2 separate regions of the Mus musculus genome follow, and region 2 is linked to region 1. The links are chromatin contacts, called in public ChIA-PET maps. All regions are on one chromosome and are shown on one strand. The core of a region is the stretch at or near the end of the contact, and the rest is flanking DNA. Distances in the headings are between cores, read along the strand shown. Region 1 has its middle 22 kb from the start of Gm19935. Region 2 holds the start of Fto (fat mass and obesity associated).

Region 1 (5,938 bases), core at 1,851-4,350:
TCTCTGTAGCCTTGGCTGTCCTGGAATTTGTTTTGTAGACCAGGCTGGCCTTGAACTCAGAGATCCTCCTGCCTCTGCCTCCCTAGTGCTAGGATCAAAGGTGTGCACTACTACTGTCCAGCAGAACCTCATTGTCTCATCAGTTACATTTTGTATACCTTTATATGTATATTAGTCAGCTTTCTGCGACTGTGATACAATATCTAAGGAAATCAGGGAATGACAACCTGGTAGGATGAGACAGGAGGGCCTTAAGTTTAAGTTTTGGGCTACAAAGTCATCAGGTTTCTATTCCTGGACAAAACATCATGACCAAGAAGCAAGTTGGGGAGGAAAGGGTTTATTCAGCTTACACTTCCATATTGCTGTTCATCACCAAGGAAGCAAGGAAGTCAAGACTGGAACTCAAGCAGGTCAGGAAACAGGAGCTGATGCAGAGGCCATGGAGGGATGTTCTTTACTGGCTTGCTTCCCCTGGCTTGCTCAGCCTGCTTTCTTATAGAACCAAGATTACCAGCCCAGAGATGGTCCCACCCACAAGGGGCCTTTCCCCCTTGATCACTAACTGAGGAGATGCCCCACAGCTGGATCTCATGGAGGCATTTCCCCAACTGAAGCTCCTTTCTCTGTGATAACTCCAGCCTGTGTCAAGTTGACACAAAACTAGCCAGTACAAAAGTGAAACCTTGTATCAAGTGAGAAATGATATAGACTTATTTTGGTCCATAGTTTCAGAGGTTTTAGCACCTGCTCAGCTTTTGTTTCCGGGGCTGTGGTGAGGCAGAATGCAAAGGGCAGAGGTGCTCACTTTGTGCAGCCAGTAGGAGGAAGAGAGAGGAGTTCAAGGAGAGGGAGTGCCAGGTACTTACATACTATCTCCAGTGGGCTATGACCGTCAACTAGAGTATGCCTAAGATTGCATGACCCTCCAGTAGTCCCACCAGCTGGAGACCAAGCCTTCAATGTATAAGCCTTGGGGAAAATATTGCAGAATAAACTACAACATGTGTAAATACAATAAGGCTATATAAGAATAGGGTTGTTTTGAAGAATAAATGAAACAACAAAAAGTTTATTGCATAGAGTAGAAAATAAAATATGGCCATTGTTATAGTCATTATATAAGTATAAATGAATATATTTGTGCCTCTCTCTCTCTCTTTCTCTCTCTCCCTAAGACAGGCTCTCACTATGTACCCCTAGAAGCCTGGAACTCACTATGTAGACCAAGTTGGCCTTGAATTCACAAAGTTCTGCTTGCTTTTGCCCCCCTCCCACTCCCAAGTGCTGGGATTAAAGGGCGATGCCACCACTCCTGGATTTGATTTTTAGTGTTTCATATGGCCTAGGCTAGCCTCAAACTTCCTAGGTGGCTGAAGATGGCCTTGAACACCTAAACTTCCTGTCTCATCTCTCAAATTCTGCCATTGTGGCTGTCTTATAAATGTATATTTTTGTCAGGATATATCCCCAGGCATATTAAAAGGATAGTATTAGATAGATGGTCAAGTGAGTTTGGCCATATATGGTCCATAGAATGTAAGGAGGTTCATTAGCAAATTTTTGATATTTAATGTCTATGTATATACTTTGAAGTTCTAAGAGGTTCGACAAACCACAGGTGGCTTTCCAACCTTTTAAAATCCTGATATCAAACAGCACTTAAATTTCTGTATTCTTTAGGAGGCAGTGTTCCAAGGAAATCACTCTGGGAAAGACTGGCTAGATGGTTTCTATTGATTCCTCTTTGCCTTTCTGGCTCTTTGACTTTGCTGCTCAGGGACTCCAAGAACTTTCTCTTCTTCAGTTACTCACAGTACTTTATTTCCTTCCTGTCTTTTTTAGTTTTAGACAGTCTTCCTCCGTACAGCAGGCTAGCCTGGAACTTACTCTCCTTCTGTTGTCACTTCCAAAGTGCTGAGATGAAGCCCACTGTCCTTTCTGTCTCAAAGCCCTTTTGTGTTAAGGTCTGTGACTTACAGGGAGAAATATTTCCTGTGGTTCATGGATGAGACAACAGGACAGTGGGTTTCCTTTCTTCAGACCTGAACAGTTTTACTGTCATGTCCCAGGTGAATGTGGTTTCTAGGTTCCAGTTGTTTTGTTTTGTTTGTTTTTTTAACTTTCAGAAAAAGTTTACTTTGTCAAGGTCAGAAAAGCAGGTCAGAAATGGAATCTTCTGCCAAGCTTGGTGTTCTGTAATCCTACCACTTGGAAAGACTTAAGGCAGGAGGATTATAAACTTGAGGCCAGGAAGGCAAGAGAAACATACAAACTCCCCAGAGACACAAACTCTTTAAGTCAAGAGGAACATTGTGGTTTTTGTGCCTCCTGTGTGGTCAGCTCTGAGAATGAACTGGCTAAATCCTTGTTGGATTTTCAACTGGCAGAAGTAAGGCAGGGTCCTACCCAGAGACCAGAGGACGAGCTCCAGTCTAACTTCTCGAAGGAGAAAAGCTTAAATCTGTGCCTGATAATTACGAAGGGCTGAAAATGTGTGTATCCATGTGAGGATGCGTGTGTTTTTGAAACAAGGTCTCTAGCTCAAGCTTCCTTATATATCCAAGGATGAACTTGAGCTAGGTTTCCCTGCCTCCATCTCTCCTAAGCACGGTATTCCAGGCACCTGCCGTCACGCCTGGATTATTTACTGCACAAATGAGTACAGTGACCTGGCTCTTGTAGCCCATTATCCTGAATTTGTTCATAACCACCCTGGTACTTTTCTTATTTTCCACCCCTGAAATCTGCTCCTCTGTTCCCTGCCCCAGGAACTGACTCCAACACCCATCTGTTTATTCAAACAAGAATCTAAAAACATCCCTGACGCATCCCTCTCCTCTCTGAGCTGGCTGCTGTGTGCAAGCCAACAGGAAGCCAACACTCTCTACAATGTGACTCTTCTTTTTCTGCTACAGTCAGAGCGGCCATGACACCATCACCTCGCACCAGAATTGCGTTACTAATGGCTTTGACCTGCTCTCCTCTGATGCTATGGTCCAGTTTCAAACCCTCTTCCACCTGCCGGTAGTGGGGCTTTTTCAAAACAGAGATCTAATCTTGATCAAAGTACAACAAAACAGAAAACAGGCTCACTGCTCTTTGGCACCACCTAGGGGACAGAATGGAACAGAGGCAAGGGATGGTGGGGGTGGGGTGCGGTGGGGAGAAGGAAGTGTGGGCGGGGCTGGCCCTGCTTCCTCCAGGGGCAGGGTAAAAAGAGTGAAAGGCTGTAGGGTTTTTAGTTTCTTCCGGGCTGGACATATTTGTATACACAGCTCCCTGTCCTCCACGCAGGTCTTTGATGGCTGGGGTCTGAGGGTTTCCAGCACCCTGGGCGCTGTTTCAAAACTTCAACTATCTGGTGGAGAGTCAGGCAGGAGAATTTACCTTCTTGGAGGTAACATCTGCCTGCAGGTTTAGAGCAGATTTAGGAGCACAGAACAGTCACTAGAGGGAGGAAAAGGCAAGCGAACAATTCAGGCTTTCTTAGGTCTCCAGGAGGCTTCTCCTGGAGCCACACACTGGAATCACCCAGGGAGACCTTAAAAACCAGAGATGCTCATCCTAGCCCTAATGATCTTGCTGGCTGAGGTTTTGACTAGATGGTCCCAAGGGGCAGCCAGGGTTTACAACCGGAAGCAAAGAAGGAAGGAGAAAGGAAGAAGAGTGAGGAAGGGAAGACAGGAAGAAGGAGGGGGCTAGGAAGGGAGAGAGGAAAGGGAGAATGAACGGTTCATCTTAATAAAGACAAAGATTCACACGAAGACCACCGTGTAGTCCTCCCGTCTGTATTCCCACCATCCCAGGCTCCAGTGTTTGACATTCCAGCCACACAGCTCTATGTTCCCTTCTTCAAGCTCATCCTACTCTCCCTGGACACAGAAGTTTTGACTTGCTAACTCCCTGGCTTTTTGCCATCATAGCTCTGGTCCCTCACCCTTCATATTTTCACTCTCACTTTCCCAGGATGCCTTTCAGGACGCTCTAGGGCATCCCCTGTATCCTCTGCAGCACCATCAACTGCACTGAACATTTGACTAGAACTTTTACTCTTAGTCGTTCTAGCTAGGGCTTCATGAACATAAAAGCTACATTTTAACTTATTATTTATATATAATATGTTAATATAATAACATGTAATAAGTTTATAAAATATACTTAAAATGGAACACGCACACACACACACACACACACACACTTAAAATAGAACACACACACACACACACACACACACACACACACACACACACACACACACACACACACACACACACACACATACACACACACTAGGTTTTCCTTCTAAAGTCCAAGCTAGCCTAGAACTAGCTATATAGACCAAACTGGCCTTGAACTTGTGATTCTCCTGAAGAGGGCCTAGCTTGTGGGATTGGCATCTGGTACATGAATGCACAGGTAAGTTTATTATTATTGTGCTGGGGGAATAAAACCTGGGATCTTGTGTATGCTGGGTAAGGAAGTGCTCTATCACTTAACTATAAGTCCAGCCTTAAGGTATCTTAAAGCTACATATAGAAATAGATATGTCGAATACATATAAAGCTAGATGAAGTTCCACTGAGCATTGGATACATTTGCAAGAATTTTCTTTACAGGTTTTGTATTTTAAAACTCAGTAGCAAAAAAATGGTGTGGAAAGATCAGCATGGGGAGTGACCACTAGAGGGCAGGAGAGGCAAAGAGATGCAGGCCAGCCTGGCAGCCCTGAGCATGGATGTCTTGCACATTCTCAGAGCAGGGATTTTGGGGCCATGGAGAAAACTCTGGAATCCAGAAGCCAAAGATGTCTCCTTTGTAATCCCTCGTGTCGTGTGCAGAGAGACAGCTTGTTGTCACCTTCCTTAACTGTGCTGAGCAGACACAGCCAGGATAGCAAGCATGAGCCATTTTAGGAACACTCAGGAATGTCAAGAAGACGCTCGTCCTAGAAGTTGCATAGACTGGCTCTCAAGAACAGGCAAAAACTGAGGATTCAGAGCTATCTATAGTCTGAAGCTGGGGGCCTACTTCCTTTCTCCCGTGTCAAATTGTGCTCAATGCCCCTCCCACCTCCCCCTCCCTTCCTCCCTTGGCACTGGGGATCAAACCCAGGGCCTTGTGCATGTCAGGCATATTCAGTTGCTGAGCTGCATTCCTCCCTGCTATTTTATTTTCCAGACACAGTCTTGCTATGTTATGTAGTCCAGGTTGGTCTGGAACTCTTGCATCAGCTTCAGGTTCCAAATTTGAGGATTGCAGGCAGAGTGCCCTTCTGTGATCAGCTCGGCATACGATGACTGAAGCAATGGATCTGAGAGATCATGGACCAAACTCTCTGGAACTGGCAACTGACAATAAGCCAAAGTAAGTCCTCCTCTTCCTCCTCCTCCTCTTCCTCCTCTCCTCCTCTTCCCTTCCTCCTCTTCCCTTCCTCCTCCTCCTCCTCTCCCTCCTCCTCCTCCTCTCCCTCCTCTTCCTCCTCTTCCTCCTCCTCCTCCCCACCTCCTGTCAACTTGGCACAAGCTGGAGTTATCACAGAGAAAGGAGCCTCTCTTGAGGAAATGCCTCCTTGAGATCCAGCTGTAAGGCATTTTCTCAATTAGTGATCAAGCGGGGAGGGCCCATTGTGGGTGGTGCCATCACTGCACTGGTAGTCTTGGGTTCTATAAGAAAGCAAGCTGATGAAAGGACCCAGATATAGCTCTCTCTTGTGAGACTATGCCGGGGCCTAGCAAACACAGAAGTGGATGCTCACAGTCAGCTATTGGATGGATCACAGGGCCCCCAGTGGAGGAGCTAGAGAAAGTACCCAAGGAGCTAAAGGGGTCTGCAACCCTATAGGTAGAACAACAATATAAACTAACCAGTACCCCCCAGAGCCCGTGTCTCTAGCTGCATATGTATCAGAAGATGGCCTAGTCGGCCATCATTGGAA
Region 2 (5,733 bases), core at 2,188-4,687, 520 kb before region 1:
AAAAAAATGTGAACACACACTTCACATGGGGCTTGGGAGATGGCTTGGTGCTGAAGATATTCTCAGAGGCCAGGTAAGTGCTAGGTAGGAGTGCTAGGGTTCTGCCTCTAGTCTCAGGACTAATAAAGCATGGCCAGGGACGACTCCCCACATCTACCTCAGTCCTCTACACAATGAGCATGCATAAGCATGCATCACTACCATTTATGTCCATACATGCATGCAAACACACCCATACACACCACACACACATACACACAAGAAAAAAAAAGAATACCCACATGTTCGTGAAGTATACGATAATATATAATATCATTGGTCATCAGGGAAATACAAATGAAGACCACAATGAACTACTCCCTCCTGGTCACCATGAAGGCTACAATGAAAAGACAAACAGTAGCAAGCTATGACAAGGACTTGAAGAAATCCTAACCCTCAAAGTCTCTATGAGCAATGTGGGGGAGCGCAGCTTGTGTGGCAAAGAGTGGCAGTTTCTCAAAATATTGAGCATAGTCTTATAATGTGACGAGCAGCTCTACTACCAGACCTCTACCCTGTCCATACAGAAACTAGGCTGCAACTGTTTAGGGTATCATTTTTTATGACAGCCAAAAAAAAAAAAAAAGTCAAATTGCTCACATAGCATTACATTTCCTTGACACAACTACAGTTACCTGGGGATCTAAATTAAGGAACTGCCTCCAGCAGATTGGCCAGTGGGTATGTGGATAATTAATCCATGATTGATATGGGAGGACCCAGCCCACTGTGGGTGGTGCCACCCTGGGCACATGGTCCTGGACACTATCAAAAAGGGCAAGCCAGTAAGCAATGTTCTTCCAGGGTTTCTGCTACAGTTCCTCCCAAGAGTTCTTGCCTTGGCTTTCCTCAATGATGAATTATCACAAGACAGTGAAGATAACATAAACACTTTCCTCCCCTGCTGGCTTTTAGTTGTGGTGTTCTATCACAGCAACAGAAAAGAATAGTAAGTAAATAAACAAACAAATATAAAAAAAAGTGGTGTGTCCAGAAATAGGAATGTCATCTACTGGGTAATGGGAAGCATGGATAAGTGTTATAAGATCTACGAACCTCGGCATGGATGAACACGTATGGTGAGTGAAAGCAGCCAAACAGAAAGGTCACATATACATGATTCTATTTATATGGTAATGTTCTGGGGCTAGAGATGGCCCAGTTAATGACGTGCTTGCCACAATCGAGAGGACCTGAGTGTGGATCGCCAGCCCCATGTAAAAAGCCAAGTGCAGTGCAGGCCTGAAATGCCAGCTCAGCAAAGGTGAAGATAGGAAGATCTCCAGGGCTTGCTGAGAAGCAAGCCTAGCTCAGTGAGTGAGCAGCTCGGTGAGTGAGCTCTGAGTTCCAGGAGAGCTCCTGTCCCAAAATAAGGTGAAAAGCAACTGAAAAAGAAACTCAGTGTGGAGCTTTCATCTTGACAGACACACACCAGCACATGCACCTGCATACATGCATACAGACGTACACAGATGACAGACACACACACACATACAATATCCATCAAAGGTGGCCCTAGCAAGCAAACAAACAAACAAACAAACAAACAAATTGCCTAGACACAGAGGTGAAATACTTTGGGAAATGGCAAATGGACGCATTACGCAGTGTAAATAAAGATACAGGATTTTTCCATGGCTGTTTTCCTTGTTAGCCTCCAACCTGTAAGAATCCAAATGCCCAGCCACAGGTGAGTGAATGAATAAGTGGAATCACACAAAGTGCACTACCACTCAGCCACAGAAACGGAACAATTGATAACATGTGCGTTAACACGTATAGGTCTCAAAAATTACTGTGATCAGTAAAAACGGCATCCGGGTATATGCTGTCTGCTTCGGCTTAGATGAAAAACTCTAGAAAGCATAGATTCAACAATCATGACTGATCGCATGACTGCCTGGGGGTAAAATAAAGAAATCGGCTGTAAAGAAATAACTTTTTAAAAGAGCCATGCCCTCTATGCAACTGGAACATTTTGCATATACGTACAGTCAAAACTTATCAAATTGTTCACAACAAATGACTGCAAGATTCTCTCTATACACTGGGCCTTAACTTAGCTGAACAGAAAGTCAAGCAATCACTTACGATTACTGAGACATTGTCTAGGACTTAACACAACTACCTGTGCTTCGCATCAGCCAGTACTTCAATGTCTTTCACAAAGAGACTAGAAATGGAGCTAGGAGATTAGAGAGGGGCAGCTCCTGATCCCTAATGCCACCTAGGAAACAAAAGGCCCTGAGCAAAGGCCAACTTCTGCCAGACTCCGTGTCCATGTCTGTAAAATACATAACTCAGGCCATTACACCCAAGACCCAAAACCCTTAGATTCCTAACTGACTTAGGAATCTTACAAGACAAAATTCTACGACAGCAAGTACTGTACCTGTTTTATTTCCTACTGATCCTCGCTGCCAGTATTTACCTACCATAGAATAAGCACCAAACGGCATAGCCAAGGGCCTTTGGCCAAATGAGCTACAGACAAGAGAGACTTTTAAGATGGGCAGAATCTGTTGTGTCCACTGAGGGGGACTGAATGCTGATAAGTTAGAACAAATCAATAGGTCCCAACTTTGGGGATGGGGGAAAAGGAAAATATTGAGCTTCCAGTGCTCATCTTCATAACGGACTGTTTATACTCTACCTATGTAATATCTGTCTTGCCATCTGCTGCAATGATATGAAATAATTATGCATTTAATGTAGGTGTCTGATACAAAAAAAAAAAAATGCTGCAAATAAGTCGCCGTTGCTGTTACTGTCATCCCAAGGAGTGTCCACTGTCAGAAAGCTGAACAGCAAGGACGGAGTCCAGGAATGTACTACCCACAGAAGCTATGTAAAGCGTATCTGATGTGCTGACCACGCAGACAAGTCATCTGGCCATTGAGGCAATGCTCCAAATAAAAACATGTCACCATACTAAATCTGTGGCTCAGCTGCGCTCGAGCTGAAAACACACAGGTGGTAAACTGGTAAACTGAGGCTCGAGAGTGGCTACAAATATAACCAAGGAATAGGGACAGAAGCAGGACAGGGACATAGATGTCTATCTTTTCATTTCTGACCAAGACTAACTGTATCCAGATCTGCATCCAGAGCAATATGAATTCACAGCACAGACGTGCGCGCGCACACTCACACCACGTCTGCAGGTCTCTTGCAAACAAGGCCCTGACACCCCTTGGCTTAACGCCGAGCATCCACTCAGCCATCCCAGCGGGTCTGCGGGTCCCCTGCCTCTAGCCCGGGACTAACACAGAATCCCAGACGCCCGGAGCCCCACATACCTTAGCTTCCCGCTCTCGTTCCTCCGCGGTCTGGACGCGCTTCATGCTGCTACTAAAGCCGCCTTCGCCACCGTGGGCCGTGTTCCCCCTCGCCCTGGACCCCGCCTCCTGTGTGTAGTTCTCTCAACGGCTCTCTCCCGCCTGGAGCCATTTGCTCTAATACCTAGAAGAACTACCCTTCCCAGAATGCTGCGCGAGACTCCCGAGTACTCCTTGGGCTCCGGAGCTGAATTTCTCCAGTCAGCTAGCAGGGCTAGCGTAGTCCGCTACGCGACCCGCCGACGGCCCGCACCCTACGGAGAACTACATTTCCCAGTGGGTAACGGGACTCACTGTTTTCCCGTGCTCCTCTGGGCCTGCAGAGGCTCGCGCCCTGGGCGCTATAGCAACCGGTAGCTAGCTGAGGGCGAACGCGGAGGTGAGTACTCTGTGAGGTGGGGGCTAATGCAGGTTGGCTGGCTCTTCCGCGGCCTCACAACTGAGCCTGGAGTCTGTTCGAAGCCCAGGATAGACCTGGGATTCTTGCGTGGAAAGCAGTCCATCCCGACACACCTCCACATCCGCAGGCCTGCATCTGACTCGCCCTGACCGCCCGCCCAGCCAGAAACGCAGCTGATAAGAATTGGCAACCCTAAGTCCTACAACTCAAAGGTCCCAGTCACATTTCACTCTGTTTCCCAGAAACTGGGCTTGGATGGTAGAACCTAAGCCTCCCAAGAGGCTTGTTACTGTTGTTGTTGTTGGCTTGTTACTGTTGTTGTTGTTGCTGCTGCTGCTGATTGTCGATTAGTTTTTAAAAGGGGGTCTCCCTATGCATCCTAGGCTGGCCTTAAACTAGCCTTTTTAGCCCATGCTCGTCTCAAATTCAATCAATAATAGGTCTTGCCTCAAGTTCCCACCACCACAATCAGTTTCTAGTGGCCTATCTTTTATTCTTTATTACTGTTTCTCATCTGACTACTCCCATAGTCTGTTAAAGCCATTACAGGGCAGAGACTTTGTTTAAACTCAGTGCCTGGCATTCATTCATTCATTCATTCATTCAATAAATGATAGCGTTAATGTCTACTATGTGACATCAGATAGCAGAAGAGGAACTATTTGGGGGAGGAAGGAGACCAGTGAGAGGAAGCTAGAGAGATGGGGGGGGGAGTGGTAGGGGACAGATATAAGCAAGAAACTATGATATAGGTGTGAAAATATACTAGGTTAAAAATGCATGACATGACAATGAATTACGATACAACTCTGGGATAATGACAAAGGCTGTTGCTGTAAGCAATAAGCCACAGCAGGGTGGTGGCACACTCAGGACAAATTCAGAGTCTACTCAGGGCATGGTGACACCCGACTTTAATCGTAACACTCTGGAAGTAGAGGCAGGGAGATCTTTGAATTCCAGCCAAGTTTATATAGTGAGATGACCCCCCCCCCCATTTTTTAAAGAAAAAAAAAACACAAGGAAAAAATAGAGAATTTGAGGCCAGTATGTTTAGTGTTCTTGGTGAATTTCATGTCAGCCTAGACAGCCTGGGCTTCCCTTGAAAAAGAAAAGTTAGAAACCAGGAAGAAAATTAACACAGAACAGTAAGGGAAACTCTAAGGAAAGGTCAGTTGGACTGAGCTCTGAAGTATGAGGAGACAGAAGAGCCTTAGGAGCAAGATAAAAGCATGCCATATGTGAGGAAAGCAGGGAAGGTTGTAAGTGGATCATAGCAAAGAGGGAGAATTCACTGTGCCATCTACCTACATCAGACCAGTAACAATTTTCTTCTCGGTCATGATAACCAGAAATATCACCAAACAACTAACTCCTGCATTAATGACCTTGAGCAATTGAGCTAGCTTGTCTTAGCTTCTGTTTGTATCTAATGACCTTGAGCAATTGAGCTAGCTTGTCTTAGCTTCTGTTTGTATCTCAGGAACCATTTGAGTAGCCATTGCTTACGCACACTGTAAGCACAGTGAACAATATGTGTTAGCATCAACTTCTGCAGACATTCTTTCAGATATTTGCCCCTAGCAGTGGTTCTCAGCCCATCATGAGTTCCAATCAAAGTTCCAGGCCCTCTCTCTAAGAGAGACTCTTCATGCACATATACGTAGCCACGTCTTCAAATTTCAGACACTGAAATCCAATTCAATCCCTTTATCCATTCAAGTGACTGTTTAATAAATGCTGCTCGCTGAGTGTGCCACCCTCTGTGCCAGCTTCTCAGACAGGTGAACAAGATGGACAAGCATTCTAACGTCTTGGTCTTCACATTCTTCAACCAACATTCTAGAACTGGAAAGTCTCTTCCTTACCAGGGTACTAACAGTTCACATCTAGACCTTTCTAGGAAGGTCAAAGTGGAAATCGAGAGTGTACGTTTTTCCTTATTTATTTGCT

What was found. ChIA-PET counts read pairs in DNA pulled down with a chosen protein or histone mark.
Region 2: a contact with region 1 is called in an RNA polymerase II ChIA-PET map of memory CD8 T cells, with 6 read pairs. The contact joins the promoter of Fto here to the enhancer-like site in region 1. A contact is called at or near these places in 3 of 39 promoter capture datasets (neutrophils, pre-B cells and stem cell-derived epiblast-like cells), 1 of 484 Hi-C or Micro-C datasets (CD4 T cells) and 1 of 115 datasets of contacts at active chromatin or transcription factors (memory CD8 T cells).

The regions. Positions count from the first base shown.
Region 1 is chr8:90,792,708-90,798,645 of GRCm38.p6, reverse strand. No RefSeq gene overlaps it. Among named protein-coding and RNA genes, the nearest start is that of Gm19935, 22 kb to the left of the region's middle. Within about 2 kb of position 3,100, at least 177 of the 459 cell types and tissues checked have an H3K27ac peak or open chromatin away from gene starts, as enhancers often do. A contact at or near this core is called in memory CD8 T cells, neutrophils, pre-B cells and 1 more, where this site is marked.
Region 2 is chr8:91,311,229-91,316,961 of GRCm38.p6, reverse strand. It overlaps Fto (fat mass and obesity associated), which reads right to left and starts at 3,437. Exons shown (of 9, transcript NM_011936.2): 1 at 3,342-3,437. The coding sequence starts at 3,386. It overlaps Rpgrip1l (Rpgrip1-like), which reads left to right and starts at 3,740. Exons shown (of 26, transcript NM_173431.2): 1 at 3,740-3,759.